2 separate regions of the Danio rerio genome follow, and region 2 is linked to region 1. The links are chromatin contacts, called in public Hi-C maps. All regions are on one chromosome and are shown on one strand. The core of a region is the stretch at or near the end of the contact, and the rest is flanking DNA. Distances in the headings are between cores, read along the strand shown. Region 1 has its middle 140 kb from the start of dmxl2. Region 2 holds the start of sema6d (semaphorin 6D).

Region 1 (6,435 bases), core at 1,798-4,297:
TTAAAAATACTAGGGAAACAATAATTTGTGTTGTTTTTATTTCACTACACTAAGACCCTGTACTCAGTGGTACAGCATTTTATATACAGTTTTATATTCATTTTAACCGGCCCACAGGTTTTAACTGTTTATTTATAACAGTGCATGTGTGGATGTGTGTGTTGTTTTAAACTATTCAGTTTACAAAAATAATAATGTATGTGTGTACATGGCCTGACTGTGATGGCTGAATCAACTGTTTGATTGGATTGATGACACGAGCTAGATTCACTGGTCATATGTGCTAAAGTACAATGAGGGCATTTGCTGGTTACAGGCATAAACTAAAAATAACACTATAGTTTACAACATAGTTATTATTATACCTTTCTCTGCGGAGTTTGCATTTGTCTGGTTTGCTTCGGTTTTCCCCACAGACCAAGGACATAGTCCAAGGGCGATATAGGTTAACTAGATAAACGAAATTGACCATAATGTGTGAAAGGGAAAGTGTAAGGGTATTTTCCAGCACTGGGTGATCACAAGTGGGCTGGATTTCATCAGGAAGGGCATCTTCTGGTAAAACATGTATCTTGTCCAAATGATGTGTGTATAGTGAATAATTTCATGACTTTTCAGGAAAATTCTTACTTCAGCTGAGTTGACAAGACTATCCACATCACATACAGTGGGCTATGTATGGGTTTTAAAGTGTCAGCAAAGGAACTATTATTAATAGTTTGAAAGGAATTGAATTGATAGGAATTCTAATCTCTCATGCAATAAATAAAATCTACATTCAAATATTTATACTTTGGGTCTATCAGCAAAAATGCAGCTGTAATAAATAGAAACATGAACCATATTTTAATATTTTGATAAAAAACTAAATACATTTTTTTTCTTTTTTTTTGTCATTTAGCACATCAAAACAGTTGAAAAACATTACTGCATTCTGTATTTTTTATTTATTTATTTTTTCCTGAAATTGATTCTCAATGTGGGTTGCAGCTGCAGGCGTCTGTTATGACATTGTGCCGGTAGACGGATCTGAATGTTTATGTTTGTGATGATTTTTTACCCTTTTACCTAAACATAAACATAAAGCAGTGCAGCCCACACAGTGATTAAATCTAGCACCAGGCCCTCAGGTGAACATAATTAAAGGCAATTCAGTCAAGCGTGACAGCATGTTTGCCAGGGGAGGTTTCATTCAAAGGGCACGAAAACAACAGCTCAAAACAAGACACTAAAAGGATGTTTGTATTATATTATGGTTATTAATGTACTGCATCAGTCCGCCTCAATAATATCTATAAATTAAACAATATGATAAAGCTTCATGCTGTTTGACCTTATACCCCAAACCTATTTCCAGTGAAATCTGTATTTATCATACCCCAACTACACTGTAAAAAATGCAGAGTTCCACACAATTCATTTATGTTGTCCCAACACAAATTGATTAAGTTAACGTAACACCTTTAACAAATTTATGTGGACAGTACCTAAAAAAAATAAGTTGTCCCAATGAAATCTCAAGAATTGTGTAGCTTCAGCTCATTTTAAATGAAGTAGTTTGAACGAGTAAAACAAGATATATGACTTTCATACAATTGAGAGCAAAACTATTAGCCCTTCTAATCCCAAGTTTTTTTTTCCTAAGTCAAGAAAAAACCTAACAACAACTAGATAAATTTGTTTAATTAGGCAAATCATTTGACAACAGCGGTTTGTTGTGTAGCTAAGTGAGAAAAAAATTATACTGCACAGTGACCAAACAGATTGTGAATAAATGTTTCACATTGTCCACAGCCCAATATATTTTTGCTGGTATTGGTGACCAAAGGTTTGGCTGTAGCAGTCAATATACCTGCCTGCTATAGCCAAACCTTTGCAAAAATATTTGGCTGTGGACAATGTAATACATGTATTTTTCTCTAATGAGTCACTGTCTTCACTGTCTTTCCTACATCCTGAAAGTTATGGTGTGGACAAGCCCCAAGGAAGTGTACCACCCAGATTGGCGCATGCCCAGAGTGAATCATGGGTGTGAATCAGTGAGGTTTGGGCTACAATATCATGGCGTTCCTTAGGCCCAGCACTTGTGCTAGATTGACACGCCGGCACTACCAAGGACTACTGAACCATTGTAGAGGACTATGTGCACACAATGGTTCAAACGTTGTATTCTGAAGGTGGTGTTGGGTATGATAATGTATCAATACAGAATTCAAGACTGGTAACAGAGTGTTTGATAAACATGAAAGTGAAATTAAATGTATTCCTTGGCCTGCACAGTCACCTGATCCTAATAGTATTGAGAAAAAAAAAATGTATATATATATATATATATATATATATATATATATATATATATATATATATATATATATATATATATATATATATATTTACCATAGCTATTTTTAAACTTTTAAAAATGTCCCAGACAAACAAAACAAATTATAAGAAGACTTTTTCCAGAAGAAAAATATAATAGGAAATTCTTTTGTCCTTCTTTTTCATATTAAACATTACTTGGAAAATATCTAAAAGGAAGGTGTATACTTTTGTCTTTGTACATAGTTTGGTAAATATTTATTTATTTATTTGTTTGTTTGTTTGTTTGTTTGTTTATTTGTTTGTTTAAAATCAAACCATGATGCACTGCAAACAATTCCTAAAGTGAGTTTTCCATGGGACTGCTGTTGGATAGCTGTCAAGATGATAAATACATTTTTCTCCAGACGCTTTCAGATGGAACATTTCCCTAGCGCCGATCAGGGAATGTCAGTGTCTGCAAGACGCTGTGTCCTCCAGCTGGAGGGTGGAATTCAGCCTCTTCCCTGCTGGATTTGACATCGCATTTCCCTGGCACAGAAATAAAGTAGAATAATTGTGTAAAGTAAGAGCCTGGTCTGATGGGCAGGTCTAATGTTTTCTGTCTGCATCAGCATTGAACTGGCTCTTGACTCCTCTCAAAGACACATTTGTTAGGGTCACCTCAGCAAAACCTCACTCAGACGCAGAAGGAACATTTCCCAACGTTTCCAAATGTTTTTTACCGCTCATGCACATTATGTTCAGCTCATTTAACTGGAATAGGAGGATAGCGCAGCCTGAAAGGAGAGGATTCATGCTCTGCTGAACAAAGTTCCCTTAAAAGAATATATTAATAGCAACACTTTATTTTCCTTTTAATCTGGGTAGAGAAAGCCGGGTAAGAGGGAGTTTAATGTGACATCATACAACTATTTAAACAAACACAACTGATTTATATTTTTTGTACTTGGGTGGCAACATTTTGACTACTTTTAGTAAAAAAAAAAACCCTTCTTATTCACAACCCAGTCACCGAATTCTATTTAGCCAGGAGCAAAATGTGAGTCAAGTCACTGTCATTCTCTTCAATTCAAACACGCCTCCTTTTTACGTAAATTAGGCATAATGTGGACTATTCACCAAGCTTCATTAGTGCAATTAACATCACAGAGAAGGATAATTCATTAAAAGGGTTGTGCGTGCCTGTGTGTTTGTGTGGCGGCAGTTCATCAAATCATCATCCAATGATCCAAAGAATAAAAAATGTTATGACCAATTTCAGTCTTTTAATTTTTTTTTTTTTTTTTTTTTTTCCCTTTGTGCATTGTAAAGCTAAATGATTCACAAAACAAATCAGGCCTGTGTGTTGATTTCTATTATGTAGCTTGCTGTGCATTTCATACGAGTTTCTATGTGCAATATCCATTAAATGCCACTAAAAAATCTGTTCAGCTGAAATAAATGAATGTGAGTCTGAAAAGTCTTTATTAAAAGTGCCGTTATATTGTCACATCATATCAGAAAATGAATTCAGGTAGGCAAAAAGTACCAACATGGCTACTTTCACAATCAATTATGTTATATAGAAATTACATAATGGTATTGCAATTAATCAAAATCAAGAAAGTATTCGATTTCAGAACACATTCTTTTATTAAATGACAAAAAAAAAAGGATGTAAATAAAACTTAAGCAAGATCACAAACAAACAGTGACAACCATGATTTCCATCTTATGTACCTTTACGCTAGGGGTCAAACAACAAAAATAAGTTCAAGAACCTTGGTGTGATTCTGGAGTCATGTCAAAACAGTAACTAAATCAGCATACTCATTCATTCATTCATTTTCTTTTAGGCTTAGTCTCTATTAATCTGGGGTCACCACAGCGGAATGAACCGCCAACTTATCCAGCATATGTTTTACTCAGCGTATGCCCTTCCACTCGCAACTCATCACTGGAAAAAAATCTGCATACTATCATCTCAAAAACATTGCAAGAATCTTTTGTTTCCAGTGAGGACTTGAGAGAAACTTGTTAATGGTTTATCACCAGTAGGGTGGATTACTGACTCCTCACTGGCGTTCCCAAAAAGACATCCAGACAGTTGCAGCTCATCCAGAATGTTTCTGACTCAAACTAAAAAATCAGAGCACATCACACCTGTCCTCAGGTCTTTGCACTGGCTCCCAGTTACATTCAGAATAGCTTTTAAAGTAGTATTACTTGTCTATAAATCACTAAATGACATAGGGCCTAAATTCATTACAGTTATGCTCACTGAATACAAACCAAACAGATCACTCAGATTATTAGGATCAAGTAAATTAGAAATTCCAATTCATTCAAAGCAGGGTGAATCCACCTTCAGCTACTACGCCCCCACAGCTGGAATCAGTCAATCGGTGCTTTTAAAAACACCATTGGTTGGGTTTAGGGAAGGAGGAGGGTGGGTCAGTAGATCAGTCAGTCATTCAGTCAGTCACTTGACAGCGGCCTCGAGTGAATTTATGTGAGAAGAGAAGGTGCGAATGGTACTCGCGAGAGAAATTTGAGATCTCAAGAAGCGTACACAGAGCCTCTGGTGGATTCACGAAAACAAAAACTGCAAAATACGTAGCTCCTGGGACATGTTTTGCACTCTCCAGAAATGTATTTAGGGCTACGTTTTCAGAATGAGCTTGGCTAGATTTTTCACAACACAGGCTCATTCTGAAAACGTAGCCCCATGGACATTTCTGGAGACCGCGAATTACCAGCTGACTGCTAACCTCCATGTGGAGGGCTTTCCCGCTCAACTAATTTGTCCATTTAGCTCATCGTGTACATTGGTGAACTTGAGATGCAGAAAGGAATTGACCACAACGACGACGGGGTTCAAGTTTGGGAAAGAGCAGTTCCAGAAATCAGGTAAGACAAAAACAAGGAAATAAAATTAATAAATGAACTACTGAAAAACAGGGTGAGAATGTGGTAAAATCTGAAAACGTGGTAAAAATCAGACGAGGGCTTTTCTTTTTTTGGACGGCTTTTTTAAATCATTGGTTGGGTTTAGGGAAGTAAATGGGCGGGTCAATCGATAAAATTGGTTGGATTTAGGGAAGGAGGAGGGTGGGTTAGTTGATTGGTCGGTTGGCCAGTCAATCATTCAGTCAGCCAACAGCAGCCTCTGGTGTGTTTACGCATGCATGAATGGCACTCGCGAGAGAAATTTGAGATCTCAAAAAGTGTACACAGCGGCCTCTCGTGGATTCGCAAAAACAAAAACTGCAAAAATACATACCTCCCGGGACGTATTTAGCAGTCTTCAGAAATGTCCATAGAACTACGTTTTTAGAATGAGCCTGGGTTGATTTTTTAAGGTAAGTGGTTGCAAATGATTGTTATAGGCTGAATTAAAAATAAATACATTTAGTGACGTGTTTGTTTAAATCCAGGCAGTTTAAATTGTTTGCAATCACTTACCTTAAGAAAAAAATGATTATTTTTTATTTCAGTGTATGTTTAGGTACGTTTCTGTCACTTTGCCAAGCGGTAGGCAGAGGCAAACATTTCTTATGAGCTGGGCTGTTTTAAATACTCCATGCAGACGGTCAATTAAAAACCCATAAAAGCTGCATGCATAATAGTTATAAAAGTGATCAAAATGCTGTTTAAAAAGTTTGGGATGGAATACAGCATGTGACACTGCGGGTGATGTCAACTTCCTAAAAGCATTTCATAAATAAACCTACAGCTCACTATAAAGTAAGTGGGAAAAAAAATTGTTAATGTGGAAAATAAAGACTTTTTTTTTTTTTTTCTCAGTGTTCATTAAGTACAGTTAATTTAGGACACAGAATTTATTTACCCAAGCATACATGTAATTTAGATGAAATAAAAAGGTGGCTCAGTGGTTAGAACTGTCGCCTTACAGCAAGAAGGTCACTAGTTCCAGTCCCGGCTGGGCCAGTTGGCATTTCTGTGTGGAGGTTGCATGTTCTCCGGTGTTGGTGTGGGTTTCCTCCAGGTGCTCCAGTTTCCCACACAGTCCAAAGACATGGGCTATAGGTGAATTGGTGATAAAACTTATGCAAGGAATAGTTGGTGGTTCATTCCACTTTGGCAACCTCTGATAAATAAGAGACTGAA
Region 2 (6,435 bases), core at 1,715-4,214, 430 kb before region 1:
TTACTCCACAGCTGTAAAACAGATCTCTGCCCAACCTGTGCAGCTCCACTCCCAGCCCCCATTCCCCCAAAAGCCCCTTCCTGCAGGTGTGTGTGTGTGTGGATGTTAAAGGAACAATAGTGAGATCGGGGTCCGTTCAGTCCAGGCCAGCGAGGAGACCTCCATGCTTTAAAAGGTTAAATCAGTTACTCAAGCCTGACCGAGGCTGAACACTTGACAGCAGGACTGGCGTGGGTTTAGTGGACACAATTGTGGCCAGCTGTTGTGAGTGACTTTATTCACACACCCACATGAAAAGTGCTGAAACTGCTTTACGGTGAGGTTTCAGAAGAGGTAGATGTTTATCAGGCATCTCTGAAAGAGGGTTGACAGGTTCAGCAGAGATAAGAGGAGACGCATGGGGGCTGCACACTCTTGCGCTGTGTGTTTATAGTTTCACACAGACAGAGCTCTTAAACTCAATGTCACACATTTGTGAAGCACAAATTAACAAAAGCGTGCATTAGGATAACAGCATCTCTCATTAACTTCCATATGGTCAAACAGCAAGTAATGGGTAGTGGATAGTAGAGGCGGGTGAGTTCTAACATCATTTAACCAACTTAAAAATGAATTATGGGGTGAAATTATTATTAGCCTACATAAACAGTGGTTTCGTTTAAGGTGACAGTTTTTGGAGATGCTTTCCATAAGCAAATTATATTTTCAATGTTTGACCCTTAGGTTGATCATGAGAGGATGTCTGTCTGCTTTTTGAATTTTAATCAAGACACTTTTTGGTTTGTTTATGAAGCAGTTTACCTCAATTAAATCTTTTTCTGCTTCAAACAAAGTAGGTGATTTCATGTTTACTGTACTTATGGGGACATAACAATGTAACCAAAAGCTCAGCACAAACATGTAGCATTAGCCTTTGTTGTTTAGCGTATGCATTTGTTCCCCATTATGTTTACATTTGTGAACTACTATATTAAAATAAAGCGGGGTGAGGGTATAAGACATGTTTATAAATTTTATTCCATGGACATGAAACAGATGTACTAAATTTAAACTTAAGTTTTTAATCCATGAAAAAAGTAAAGACAATGAAGGAACGCCGTTTAAATGGGCTAATCTGTTACATTTATTTTAAGTCGTGTTTTGCCGTTAACATTTGCCTTAGCTTTTTTTTGCATCAGCACGAGAAAAACAAGACATTTGATTGTGCTTGTGCATTTTCACTCACTAGTTCATTCATTCTTTTGACGGCTGCCACTCAACGTAACGCCTAATTTATTTCGCTTCATTTGCTACATGTGTTTATGAACGCGCATCACGGCTGTCACTCAACAGTTACGGATTCAGTAAAGAAGAACAGAAAAAAAACATCTTCAAACAATACTCTCTCAGATCGGAACCGGACCCGAAATCCGTCTCAGAAGGAGCATGTGAATCAAAGTGTTCACGCTGGAGCCGAGCTGTGACGAATCTCTTGAGTTGCAGTAAATGCATAAAGACAACAGAGGAGTGTTGGGTCGGTAATGGCTTCTGCTGGGAAATTGATTGTGTTAATGCATGACCGTGGGCTCCAACAACAGCAGCGCAACTCCCTCCCTTCACGTTGGACCATAATACAGGCAGCAGAAATATTGTTGTTTAAAAGTTATCAGTTTGAATGAGATCACATAACTCCCAGGCAAAGGTTAGATGAATTTAAGGCACTAAATCTTCCTTGTATATTATAATGCGAACTTCGATCCCTCATCATTACGGGACAGTGGGAGTCTAAAGTGCATCTGTTTCATCCAATGTCAGAAATTAACTGGGACCGATTTTGAGGGGCATTCATGGATACAATGTTCTAGCATACATGTGCTGTCAATTTAAACAAAAACATTCCAATAACACTATTAAAATAGAAAGCGGTGTACAATATTCTTTAAATATATGTAGCCTATCATGAATTGTTTTATTTAAATTTAAAATGTTTTGTAAGCTTATTGCCTATTTGTAATAGTCGGGGAATTTTCCTTTTTCTTTCTTATTTTTTTCAGTCTCAGCGTAATATCTGCCCTATTTTGTTACTTTATATTTTTGTTTCTATTATAATAATTTGGAAAAAACAACAATACAAAAGGAATATATAATTCCCAGAAATAACCCTCTGTATCAACAGGATGTGACAGTAATGCACTGCCTTTTTTCATTAATAATGCTAAAAGCAATACTACTTTCCTCCAGACGTTTGGTCTAATTAAAAAAAAAAAAAAAAAACTAACAAAATAAAACAAGAAAAAAGTTGTAATCAAGATTATAGTCAACTCAAAGTGACAACAAAGTGTAAAAGGGAAAGCAGAAATCCTACCTGAATGTTCTCCAAATGTAGACTACAAAACACTCCCCGGTTATATTCCAAAGTGATTCACGGTATTAAATCCAGTGTAGATAGACAGCATGTGTGCAGCTCGGTCCATAAAACCAGAAGATCCCCATGTGTTTGTTTTATCCGAAGCACGCAAAACAATTCCCAGAGCCCGAAGGGCTCGTCCAGCTCGTCCTCGGGATAAAGCTTTGTGATCTTCAAAAGCTCACCGATCAAATAGCACCAAGACCCTCCCTCTCCTGTAGTACCATCCCCCCGTCATTCACCAAACCAAACCAATACAACCCAAACCAAATAAAAACCAACTAAGTAATTACCTCAAGAGATCTACTCTTCAGAATGAAGAACTTTACGCGCGTGCGCCTCTCCACTTATAAACAATCCGTATTTGTGTAAACGGGTGAATAAAAATAGCTCCAGTTCTATTTTTGCGCAGCACCTAGAGTACTTCTGATGTTTTGGAAATCTTTTCCCTGTCGCTTCTTCTCGTTTCCCCCATTTTCTCAACCTCACGCGCTCGCAACGTCACATTTTATCTACAAAATTAACTCACCTCATCTGAATCCGTGATTTTCTTTACGCGATTTGGATCGCAACAACTCTGAGTCAAGCTTGAAGTGTCTCTGTCCGTTCTGAGCGGGGAAAAACAAACTAATGCACGGCAAATGGTGTAACTCGATCCATCCCGAGTCCATCCATCAGCAGAGCCAACCACAGCCTAGCCTAGAAACTGATCCCTCCCCGTTCCCTCTCTCTATCCCTCTCCCTCTCTTTTTTCTCTCTGCTCCCTCTATCCACTCCAGCGCTAGTAGATGTGGTTTTTGGCTTCTTTCCCTTGCTCGGCTGTTTTCTTTTTTTCTCCTGCCAAAGTGCGAGACCTTTATTGTCTGTATGTGTGTACATATTTATGTATATGAAGATATGTATAGAATATTTATTAATGCTTTTGCAATGTAAACACTTTTTAACACACCAATAAAACATTCAGAGTCTGTAGTGTGTGTGTAAGTGAGAGGCCCTCACATCTTGGTGACCCTGAGGGGCCCCCCTCTCTTCCCAATCCCTTCCCCCAGCAGTAAGCTGCTTGTTAAATCTTTTCCACAGAACTGTTTTGGGAAGGGAGGACAGCGAACCACACTCCTTGGAACTGCTCTTTGGAAGGAAATCTTGACTTTCAGCTTGAGGCAAAAAAAGGAAGGAGCGAACAGAATTTCTTTTGACACTGCGCTCCCATGCATTTTCACCGTCAACCTTTCAGAGACATTTTCAATAATGAAAGACACATACTGAAAACATTCGGTTATAAGCTGCACATCAAATGCAGCTGCGATCAAAGTTTTCTCAGCTTATTGTTGGCATATGCATGTCTCCTCAGATAAAACCCCAGCTTGTGGTATATGTGGTATTAATACATTTTGGAGTTGTTTGTTGATCAATTAAATATTAACACAAGCTGCTGTGTGAATTAGTTACACATTCACTGTTCGCTTTATTGTGTACGAGTGTGAACATTAACAAGTCCAAGCTGATAGTGAACACAAAGAACGTGGCAGATTGTTAAAGGATTTGGCAGCTGTGCAGAGACACTGCAGTCAACAGCATTTAGTATTGCGGTTCTTATAAGTGCATAAATGTTGTGAAAATGCACACAAGCATTTAAAAGTCAATATTATCTCTGCTCTCGGCAGTCTGTAGCTCTCTCTCTGCTGCAATTGGAGTAGATATAACGATTAGAACATTAAATGCATGTATAACTGTGGTGGTCCGGCTCAAAATGCTAATGCATCCTGCAGGTAAATGGACAGACAGAAATTGGATGCACAGGTAACAGTTTGAGGATTTGTTCCACTGACCTAGATGGGTTTAATAAATTCACCAGCAAGTCATGACAGAGAAATAGAGAGCATAAAATAAATTGAAAAGTGAACATTGTACCTTTTAAGATCTCCCAAAGGGCTTTTTATTGTTCAAAGGTTGCACCTTCAGAGCTCCTTTTAATAATTGAAATCTCAGGCCCCGTTTACACTAATGCGTTTTAGTTTGAAAACGCATAAGTTTTGCTACGGTTACGCCATCCGTCCACACTACGCCGGAGTTCTCGAGCGCCGAAAACGGAGCGTTTCGAAAACGCTGGAGAGGCCATTTTCATTCTGAAACGCAGCTGCTCCGTCTCAGTGTGGATGATGGAAAACGGAGACATTTGAAAACGGAGGCGGGGCTGCAGACATTCGCCTCTCTGATTGGGGCTTTTCCTGAATATTAAGTAGCCTAACACGCACAGTTCAGTCCTGCATCTTCTCCGTGTAAGTTAAAACTTCGCAAGTTTGATCATGGCTGCAGTCTCTTCTTCTCAGTTTGATATGGAAAACAGACTATATCGAGGACACGGGTAAATCTTCAAAGGGAACAGTGTACTTTATAACTTCATTCACATCACCCTGGCTACGTTGTTTTACTTTCTCAACAATAAAATGTAAACATGATATAAGGAACTGCCTATTTTCATTTTAATATTAACAACTAAACAGACAGCAAAAATGTTGAGGCGCCGTGCTGCAAATATGAGCGTCATCTTCACTGTGTGCATATTTATAACAAAACGGAGCCTACAACAACTGCCTCCTTTCAATTTCAGTGAAAATACGAAACACACCCTCTCTTTGCTGAATATCAGTTTTAATCGATAATGGCCATTATATAAGTATAACATACAATAAGTTTATACATTATAGGAAATAAAGGCAAGCGATCAGTCAATATACAGAATGTACGTGCTTACATTAATCATTAACTTATCTTTGCGCTTAGCCAAAACACGTTACCTGAGAACAAGTAATAGATTCCAATGTCCAATGAATATGTCGTTAAATAAAGACAACAAGATGAAAGAAATATTCCGTTTAATAAATATAGTGAGGTTAGATCCAGCGGGAGATGCTTGATGAGAAGTCCGACTAGCACAGCTCTCATCTGGGTAGATTGGCTACAGCGCTTGCCTGAGAGTGTGTGTGTGGTCACGTGATGTGCGTTTTCAGCGTTTTGGTGTGGACGGAGAGCAGTTCAGAAACGCTGGGTGAAACGCGAGTGTGGACGCGGATCGTTTTCATTCTAAAACGCCGTTTTAAAACTAAACCGCACTAGTGTAAACGGGGCCTCAGTTATGTTTTTTCAGAATGTTTGTTTTTTTCCAGACTTTTTTAAATTGTCTTTTGAGGAATAAAGAGAAACTATTAGGTAAGTTGTTTGTTGTTTACAACATCCAATAGTATCAGCCAGTGGTAGAAATTGTACTGAAAAATCATACTCAAGTAAAGGTATCATTACGTGTCTAACAATGTAGTATGAGTAAAAGTATCTGTTGTAAATATTACTCAAAGTATGAGTAAAGAGTAGACCTTTCTAAAGTACTCAAGAGTAGTGAGTATTATTTTGTAAAAAGCTAATGCATTTACATGTAATTTGTGGATGTGTGTAAAAGTAACATTCTGTAGTGAATTTAGTTATTGCCCAGCAGGCACACAACGTCATAAGACAACTAAGGTAGATTTAAGTTGTGATGTCAGGTGACCAAAATTCAATGTCTAGTTAGTGTCTAAGGACAATGTTATGTTGATGTCCAATGAAGACGTGAAATGATGTCGATATTTGGTTGATTTTAGGTCGTGTTAGAAAGTGATCAAAATTCAAAATCAGGCCAACATCTTAAACCAACATCATATTGACGTTGAATACTGATTTATTCGTAAGGTATGGCAACCAAAATCCAGCGTCTGATAGATGTCATAGTGGTAACGTCCACGTCAGGCTGTAAAGTCAATAGACATTAATATTTGGTTGATTTTAGGTTGGACTTTAGACATTTACGTCGAGCTGATGTTGAGTTCTGATGTCAACCCGATTATCATTTTCAAACATAATGCAACGTCCCCACGACATTGGGGTACAACTTCAATCTGACGTCATGTTGACATCTTGTGCCTGCTGGGTGTTTAAGGCCATTTCGGTCATCATATAATAAACATCTGTGATATTCTCATTAGTGACATGCATCTAAACAGTCTCTGGGTCAATTT

What was found. A called contact is a pair of places that touch in the nucleus more often than the background predicts.
Region 2: a Hi-C map of an unstated tissue shows a contact between it and region 1, with 3 times the contacts expected there. The contact joins the promoter of sema6d here to the enhancer-like site in region 1. A contact is called at or near these places in 1 of 18 Hi-C or Micro-C datasets (an unstated tissue) and 1 of 4 datasets of contacts at active chromatin or transcription factors (embryo).

What each region holds. Positions count from the first base shown.
Region 1 is chr18:42,857,488-42,863,922 of GRCz12tu, reverse strand. No RefSeq gene overlaps it. Among named protein-coding and RNA genes, the nearest start is that of dmxl2, 140 kb to the right of the region's middle. Within about 2 kb of position 3,047, at least 5 of the 62 cell types and tissues checked have an H3K27ac peak or open chromatin away from gene starts, as enhancers often do.
Region 2 is chr18:43,283,091-43,289,525 of GRCz12tu, reverse strand. It overlaps sema6d (semaphorin 6D), which reads right to left and starts at 2,964. Exons shown (of 18, transcript NM_001017682.2): 1 at 2,916-2,964.